2 separate regions of the Mus musculus genome follow, and region 2 is linked to region 1. A link is a contact called in public HiChIP or PLAC-seq data. All regions are on one chromosome and are shown on one strand. Each heading gives the region's core, a stretch centred on a gene start, on an enhancer-like site or on the middle of the called end of the contact. The rest is flanking DNA. Distances are from core to core; before and after follow the strand shown. Region 1 overlaps Kmt2c (lysine (K)-specific methyltransferase 2C). Region 2 holds the start of Actr3b (ARP3 actin-related protein 3B).

Region 1 (4,263 bases), core at 755-3,254:
CTGGAAGCTCATGGGCCAGCTAGCTTAGTTTATTCAGAGCAAATAACAAATGAGATTCTGTCTCAAACAAAGTAGAAAGTTGTCCTCTACATGGGGGTATTCCCATATCTATACACATGTCCATATATACATGTGTACACACACACACACACACACACACACACACACACAACTAATGCCACCTGAGAACAGACTAACAGCCCTCTATATTGCCTCACAAATTTTACTGTAAAAGAGAATATATGGGGCTGGGAAGATGTCTCAGGGGTTAAGAGCACTGACTACTCTTCCAGAGGTCCTGAGTTCAATTCCCAGCAACCAAGTGGTGGCTCACAACCATCTGCAATGGGATCCAATGCTCTCTTCTGATGTGTCTGAAGACAGACAGCTACAGTGTACTCATAAATAAGAGATATAAATCTTAAAGAGAGAGAGTGTGTGTGTACATAGAGCATGAGAGGTGGCTCCGCTTAACAACACTTCCTATCCTGAGTTTGGGACCAGAGTGGTCTACATAGCAAGTTCCAGCATGTGGCAAACATTGAAACCCTGTCTACATACATACATACATACATACATACATACATTTCTAGTATCTATTGTGTTGGCTTTATAAAAATTTTTTAAATTTAAAAAATATTTTAAAAAGACACAAATCCTGGGACTAGGGATAGTTCACTTGGTGGACTGCTTAAAGCACTTGGGAGACACAAACAGGAGGCTCAAGAGAACTGTCTTTGTTATTGCAGTTTAACAGAACCAAATGCTCATCAGTAAAACTGCTGAAAATCCTTAAGCTTTTGATGATATAACTCAAAATGATATAACATTTTTATAAATGTTGTGTGACTGTGCTACATTACTATTTATGTTCTAAATAAATGTATACCTTTTGGGTCTTTTCACTTTATGTACCATGTATATACATTGTCTGTATAGCCAGAAGACGACCCTGGGATTAGCATTAAAGACAGTAGTGAACCTCCACGTGGGTGCTAGCAATCAAGCCCTGGTCCTCTGGAAAAACAGCAAGTGCTCTTGACTGCTGAGGCATCTCTCCAGCCCCAGAAGTACATATACACACATACCTCATCCATAATTGGAATTGAGGGCTGAACTTAGTGATGAATGCCTGTAATCCCAATAGCAATCAAAAGGTTGATGCATTAAGGTAACAAATTTTGATGCCAGCCTTGGCTAAACAATGAGTTCAAGGCCAGCATGGGATATATAAAACCATGTCTCAAAAAAAATTAAATAACCAGAAAGATTAATCACATAACCCAGCCAATCTAATACCACTTGAGAAGAAAACTTTCAGCATCATCTTCCAGCATAATAAGGCAGGCTCTCCATTAACTCCTACCAAGCTTGTCCCACAGCAGCAGCAGGAGCAGCAGCAACACAAGAAAAGATAAAACAGGCATGGCTTAACAGTTAGCAAAGTACTGGCTGCTCTTCCAGAGGACCCAGATTCAATTCCTAGCTCAGTAACTCCAGTTCCAGGGGATCTGGCATCTTCACACAGACATACATGCAGGCACATAAAAGTAAATAAAAATTTTAAATATATAAATAAAATGTTTGATAAATACATAGCTATTAAGACCCCTTTAATCCCTGCATCCAGAAGGCAGAGGCAGGAAGATCCTGAGTTCAAGTTCAGCTTAGTCTAAATATTCCAAGTTCCAAGTCAGCCAAGACTAAATAGAGAGACCCTGTCTCACAAAAACAAAAAATTTAAAATTTAAAAAGTCTCCTAGCAATGCTCTGACAAGTTACCCTACAGCTATGAGAATCCGAATACACATACAAGGGGCAGGGCACACGCGTGTGCACGAGCACACTCCACACTCGGAGAGGAAAGGGGAGGAAGAGAGAGGCAAAGGGAGTGAGGGAGGTTGGGAGGGAGAAAATAATAATAAGAAAGAGGAGGGGATAGATTGAAGGAAGCTCCATTAAAGAAAGTAGATCCGACAGACAACAGCCACCTAAAAAAAGTGGAATGGATTCCTCTAAAGCCCAGATCTGGAATCCTACTTCTAAGAAGCCAGCAGAGACTGCCTGCTTGGTTATTAACTCTTTGCTAACCATGTTCTTTCCCTCTCTGCTGTTTAAATCAAAACAAACCAAGAAGTGCAGCTTATGGTTTTATAATATTTAAACTAAAGAAGTTTGTTGGAAGTCCAGGACATTAAAAAAAAAAAAAAAAAAAAGGGAAACAACTACATCTTTCCATCATCTCGCTTCACCAAGTGAGCACTTTACTGAGCTTAACCCCTTCAGTAAATTCTTCCCAATCCACTATTATGAAGTGAGAAATTCAAAGTGATCTTTGATTTGTACCACAAACACCCCCGCTAGGGTTTTACTCTGCTACAGCAGACTCTTCCAGTTAACAGTGGAAGCTTTTCACTTTAAAAGTCTAAAATTCTATAACTAGCTTTTTCTTCTCCCTCTTATCTATAGATATTTATCATGTTGTTAAATAAAAGGTTTGGGGAAAAAAGCATACTTTTCCAAGCTTTAAAACAAACATCTACAACTACAACAATTATCCTTCTGTTCAATAAACAGTTTTTCCACCTTTCTTATCCTTAATGAAGCTGGCCAAATGTTTTATTGCTCCTAGCACTGATACCAAGAAAAAAGGGGGAAGGAAAAAGAAACCTGATATTGTCTGCTTTTGTTGCTCTAATATCTAATAAACTAGCTTAAATTATGACTTAAATAAAGTAATCATGTCTTATAGTACCAAATTCTTTTAAAATAAAGGAAAGTTTTAAAGATTTGGGGTCAGGCTCTAACCTCCCACGCATGCCAGGTAAGAATTGTCTTCATTTGGTGCAGGACTCTGAACCATCCAACCACTCAGAACCCTCACTCCTACAGACTATCATCACTTTCCACAAAAATATTCTCATCTAAAACATTGCAATTATCTCACAGAACTTCAGAATAATAAAATCCAAGGAGTTAAGATTTAAGACAAAACCAAGACAGCAAGCAGACTGCTATAGAGCCACTAACTGTACTGACAGATGCTTATAATACATAGAGAATAGGCCCAGGACAAACCAGGCTTTGAGTTATATGAAAGCCACTGCAAAAAAAAACAAAAAACAAAAAAAAACCTATTTTTATTATTATGAAAAAAATTAAAATGTCATCCCAAAGAAACATCTACAATGAACTGGGAAATTATTTTAATGTGTTCAGAAAACACAATGCAAAACTTTATACTCCTTCTTTCCATGTGACATAATCATTCTTAAATAAAAATAAAATCCTACAAGTTTGAATCAAAAGACTTTTTTCCTAGTTAAATAAATTTACACTAGTCATCTAAAACAAGTATATTACAAAAAAAAAAAGAAAGGTTTTAATAGAAATAGAAACTGGTGGTGGAGTGTGGTTACACATACCATTAATCCTAAAATTACCTAAGTAGAGGGGCAAGTGCATCTCTAGGTTCAAAACCAGCCTGGTTCTATCAATCGAGTTATGTCAGATCTTTTGCCTGAGCCATATAGTGAGATCCTATCCCTTTCAAAAAATAGAATACAATAAACATAAACACACACACACTTAGGTTGGAGAGATGGCATAGCAGTTAGTAAGGCTAACCCCCTGAAACTCCAATTCCAGGGCTTCCAACCTCCAACATCCTGTGGCCTCCACGAGTACCCAAAAATGTGTAACATATTCATTGCCTTCCTCCCCCCCCCACACACACACACACTTACTTAAACATTTTAGACTTTTAAAACTAGAATTTAGTAAAAATAATTCATATGAGAGCTCAGATAAAGGGACTTGCTATCAAAGCCTGATAAACCAAGTTCTGTTCTTGGGTCTCACATGGAAGAAAGAACCAACTCCCTAACCTCCATACAGATGTCCAATATACAATTAATAAAAAATAATTTTAAAAATCTCTATTAATAGACTTCCTCACACAATCACTTTGGTTTCATGGCATTCTCTATGACACAGATGAAGATGCTGCACAAGGGCATGTTCTGTATACCAGGATCTCGTCAGCAGCAAGATTAATGACTGCTGACCTTCACCACCTTCTCCCTTCTCACTCATGCCATGCATGGTTCCTTTCTCCTTCTCCTCCTCCTCCGCCAACAAACTTGCCCAAAATTCTCAATGTTACCTACAGACAAATAGTACAGACATCTTTAAGTAGATTAAGTCAAATACTTAGTGGAAACTTGAGGCTGTACTTAGCAACTAGAAACAGACAAGAAGAAA
Region 2 (4,263 bases), core at 712-3,211, 290 kb after region 1:
TGGCTTGCAGTTTGAGCATGGCATCCTTGCTATGGCAAAAGAGGTATGGGACCCCTGGCCACACTGTGCTTGCAGTCAGCAAAGATGAGTGCCCCTTCTCAGCCAACCTCCTCTCCCCTATTTTCCCTGGGGCCACAACCACATTTAGGGTGGGTCTTCCACCTCAATTAACACAATGTGGAAACTCCCTCACAGGCATGTTTGCTTCTAGGTGTTCTAGGTCCTGTTGACTTGACATCATTATTAATCATCACTCACACTGTTAAAGCATGACCAATATAATAAGTGTACATTAAGTAAATGATGCTAAAGTACAGGGCATTGCCAACAGCCTGTAGTGGGGTCTTTGTTGCTTTGGTCCAGGCTTCAAAAACAGACCGACTGACAGACAATCGAAATGGGCAGGGCATTGGTAACATGCACGGAAGGAAAGATATCTTGCTTCTAGTTCTGGGTCCCATTTGGGAGCTTCCATCCTCTTTATCTGTCTTCTGTTTCTCTCTCTAGTTCCCCTGAATATTGTTTTAGGTTTAGGATTATTTGCTCCCTTGCATGCAGGAAAAAAGAAAGAAAGAAAGAATTACCCAAGGGCTGGCAAGATGGCTCAACCAGTATGAGCACTGACTGCTTTTCCAAAGGTCCCGAGTTCAAATCCCAGCAACCACATGGTGGCTCACAACCACCCGTAATGAGATCTGACACCTTCTTCTGGTGTGTCTGAAGACAGCTACAGTGTACTTACATATAATAAATAAATAAATCTTAAAAAAAAAAAGAATTACCCAAGAATGGTCAACTAATCTAATTCTTCTCCTGTGGAAAATCCACAATGCTTTAAGTCCCAGTAAAGACCAAGTGAATTAATACATCTCTAGAAAGTTCCTTTGGCATCACAGTCAAGAACTTTAGAGGCTAACATTTAGGGTGCAAGTGGGGTTTCCAGTAGGTAGGTGTTTTCCTTCTTAAGTCTCCTTTCCACAATGATGCTGGATAATCACCCTATCTTTGATATTAGAAAATATTTCCTAGTAATATTGATGTGGCATTGACTAAGGTCATTTATTCCTTAAGCCTAATTATGCATATGTTGATTTTCTCCCAGGATACATTATGCAGTGCTCTATCATAGAAAGTCATAAGTATTTTTCTACAGTGAAGGTTATTTATTCGTTCAACATTCAGGTGATTTTTATCGGAGCACCAAATGTGTTAAGCATGAAGCCCTGCCCTAGGAGAACCTATAATTCAGGAGAGGTGAACATCTACTAATAAGTACCCAAACTAGCTTTAAGTGTTAGAAATAAAATCAAGAGATTGTTGGGGTAGAGAATAAAGTGAACATTGAAGTGAGAATTAAGAGGAGAAAGGGGCTGGAGAGATGGCTCAGCGAAGAGCACTTGCTGCTCTTCCGGGAGACCCAATTCAGATTCCTGGTGCCCATTCACAGCTGTCTATAACTTCAGCTGCATGGGATCCTAAGCCTCTGGCTTCCAAGAGCACCTGCTCTTACATACATGCACACACCAGCAGACATAGCGACAGATAGACACACAGCCAATAATCTTTAAAAAAAATTGCAGCTAGATAAGCCGGCAGTGGTGGGGCACACCTTTGATCCCAGCACTAGGGAGGCAGAGGCAAGTGGGGCTAGCCTGAACTACCTACCGAAAGAGTTCCAGGGCAGTATGGGCTACACAGAGAAACCCTGTTTCGAAAACAAAACATAACAAAACAAAATTGCAATTTGTAAAAAGGAGAGAAGAGAAAGAATTCAGGCCTCGCAAATGGGGTCATAGTCACCTTATGCATGTTAAAAATAGACTCCAATCTCTTCCACTGCAGGATAGATGCATAGGCTAAAACGCCGGGCTGCCAGCACTAAGGATGGCTGACAAGAGGGCGGAGCGTGCGCGTCCCCGATTGGCCAACTGTAGAGTGACGTCACGAGGCAGAGCCTCTGGGCTCCCGGCAGCTCCTGGGTGGGGAGCGGCGCTGCCTGCGACCCGGCACCTTGGCACTGGGCACCCAGGGGCACGCTGGGGCTGGTGGGGACGGAGCGCCTCGTGGCCGAGCATGGCGGGCTCGCTGCCTCCCTGCGTGGTTGACTGCGGCACCGGGTAAGAGCCGCGCCCCACGCGCCCACTCACGCTTCGCTGGGCGTCCTGGAGCCATTTCCCCGCGGGGTCAGACGGCAGGAGGAGCGCGGAGGGATGGTGCACGGAGGGATGGTGTGCTGAGGGACAGAGCTCAGTCTGAGGGGTTGGGGAGTTTGAGGGATAGAGCTTAGGTGGGGTGGGAGCTGGGGGACGGAGCTCAATCTGAGGGCTTAGAGAGTTAAGGGATGTGGCTCTGAGAAGATGGGGTGCTGAGGGCATGAGGCTGCGGGGTTACCGGGTGGGCTGCACCTTGCCGGGATGTTGCTGCAGATACTTTCTCTGCAGGGCTTGCACCTGAGAGCTCAGAGTAGTTCCTCTCCCCCCCATCCCCGGGGTGCTTGTCACCTGTCCTCATCCTGTGCACTCACGCGCGCGCGCGTGTCACCTTTCCCTACTGATGTACCAACCACCTACTCGTGGAGATGTTTACACGTGCCATGTCAACTTGACACCCAGTCCCCTTTCCCACTCTGCTCTTTTCCACTCTGAAATGGCACAGCCTAGCCCAGCTCCTGCTTTGGTTTGCATACACTTATCTTTGCTCTTAAAACACACACACACACACACACACACACACACACACACACACACACATTAAAAAAAGACTAACATTTTGAAAAAAAAACAGCCCTCTCCTTTTTGGGGAAGTAGATAACTCTTTTCTTTTTTGAAGATGTTAATTTTTCAGAAGAGACCTTAAGAATGGCTTATGCTGTCAGGCTTAGCTAATTTTAGGAAGGTGGCAGCCAAACCTCCAACCTGGGAGTTTGGGAGTACCTGCTGGCATTGCTGACAAAGTACTTCATAAATAGCTTGCAAATAAATTTAGCCTCTTAAAATGTTTTTCAAGGGATGGTAATCCTTTGTCACCGAATAGTCTGTGGCATGTTCTCTTGCAATTCTTTCCTGTAGAAAAATATACTTGGTTTGGTTTCCTTGACAACCTTGTGGGGGTGTCTTCTAATTTGCTACAGTCCATCTCCTACTGATGTGTCTTTCCTTTTGTTGCTCCGGAACCAGCAGTGGTTACAGACTGGAAAACATGTTCTATTTCTGCTAATTTTTCTTTTGGAAATAAACGTTATAGAGAAGTTTTGTTGCCCTGTATTTGAGAAGTTGCTGACTTCCCTAGACTTGCTCAAATCAGTATGGCTCTTGTGGACCATTCCCCCATGTGTTGGCTCCCCTTACTGTCTCACTCTATCTGCCACTCCCTTCAGTCTGGAAGTGTCAGCAATGAGGGCAATATGTAAACATTGTTTTTATGTTAATGTCTGCATGTGAGAACTTTGGCTTTGTGTTGCCTAAACTGCTGAGACTTGAAGCTCTCTCTGCGCAGTGTTAACAGTAAAGCAGCACTCCCTGGGCCATCTGTGCTGTATTTCTTATTAGTAAGCTGACACCGTATCCATTGTTCTTGCTATAATGATCTAAAGAGTGCTCAGTCTTGACCTTTTGGGGTCAGTGACTGATGTCACCTTCACCTTCAGTAGATCGTCATGGCCCAAAGCTGTGCTTCAGGCTAGCATCTTTAGGCTGTCAGAGGCTCTGGACTCAGTGACAGGGACCTGGGGTTTCCTGTGGGTGTTTTCTGCCACTGAAGCCCCTGTGGCTATCACGAGTCCCCAGTGTTCAGTGTGTGAGCAGAAGATGACTGCATAGCCTAAGCGTTCCAGCTTCCATGTATTAGTGATTCTTGCATTTCTTGTTTTGGATTGAGTTTTACCTCAGAATAGAACTAAATGTAAAATGCAGCTAAAAATAACAAGGACTGAGGAACATAATAGACTTGGGAGATCTCATTTTAGACTGAGTTTTACCTTAGAATAGAACAGTGCAGCTAAAAATAGCCAGGATTGAGGAACAGAATACACTTGGGAGACTCATCACGTGGGCACTACTGATGAGATGGGCAGGTTTTTGTTTTGTTTTGTGTTGGTGGTGGTAGTAGACGTAGAACCTGGGGATCTTGTTAAGTGGAGCCTCTACCACTGAATTGCACCCTGAGTTCCAGTCTTGTCTGTCAGTGTGCCCTCTCTCTGCTTCCCTGTCTCACTGTCTGTCTTTCTCTCTCTGATACCCACCCCCTCTTAAATAGAGTCTTCTT

Evidence for each region. HiChIP or PLAC-seq counts read pairs in DNA pulled down with a chosen protein or histone mark.
Region 2: an H3K4me3 HiChIP or PLAC-seq map of craniofacial prominence shows a contact between it and region 1, with 4 times the contacts expected there. The contact joins the promoter of Actr3b here to the enhancer-like site in region 1. A contact is called at or near these places in 6 of 39 promoter capture datasets (the C10 cell line, cranial neural crest, embryonic stem cells and 2 more), 1 of 15 datasets of contacts at CTCF or cohesin (the NIH/3T3 cell line), 3 of 115 datasets of contacts at active chromatin or transcription factors (craniofacial prominence, embryonic forebrain and forebrain) and 1 of 9 other capture datasets (embryonic stem cells).

Annotation. Positions count from the first base shown.
Region 1 is chr5:25,470,332-25,474,594 of GRCm38.p6, forward strand. The region is part of intron 1 of Kmt2c (lysine (K)-specific methyltransferase 2C); the gene reads right to left. Among named protein-coding and RNA genes, the nearest start is that of Kmt2c, 26 kb to the right of the region's middle. Within about 2 kb of position 2,005, at least 58 of the 459 cell types and tissues checked have an H3K27ac peak or open chromatin away from gene starts, as enhancers often do. A contact at or near this core is called in craniofacial prominence and forebrain, where this site is marked.
Region 2 is chr5:25,758,012-25,762,274 of GRCm38.p6, forward strand. Actr3b (ARP3 actin-related protein 3B) reads left to right here and starts at 1,962. Exons shown (of 12, transcript NM_001004365.2): 1 at 1,962-2,117. The coding sequence starts at 2,074.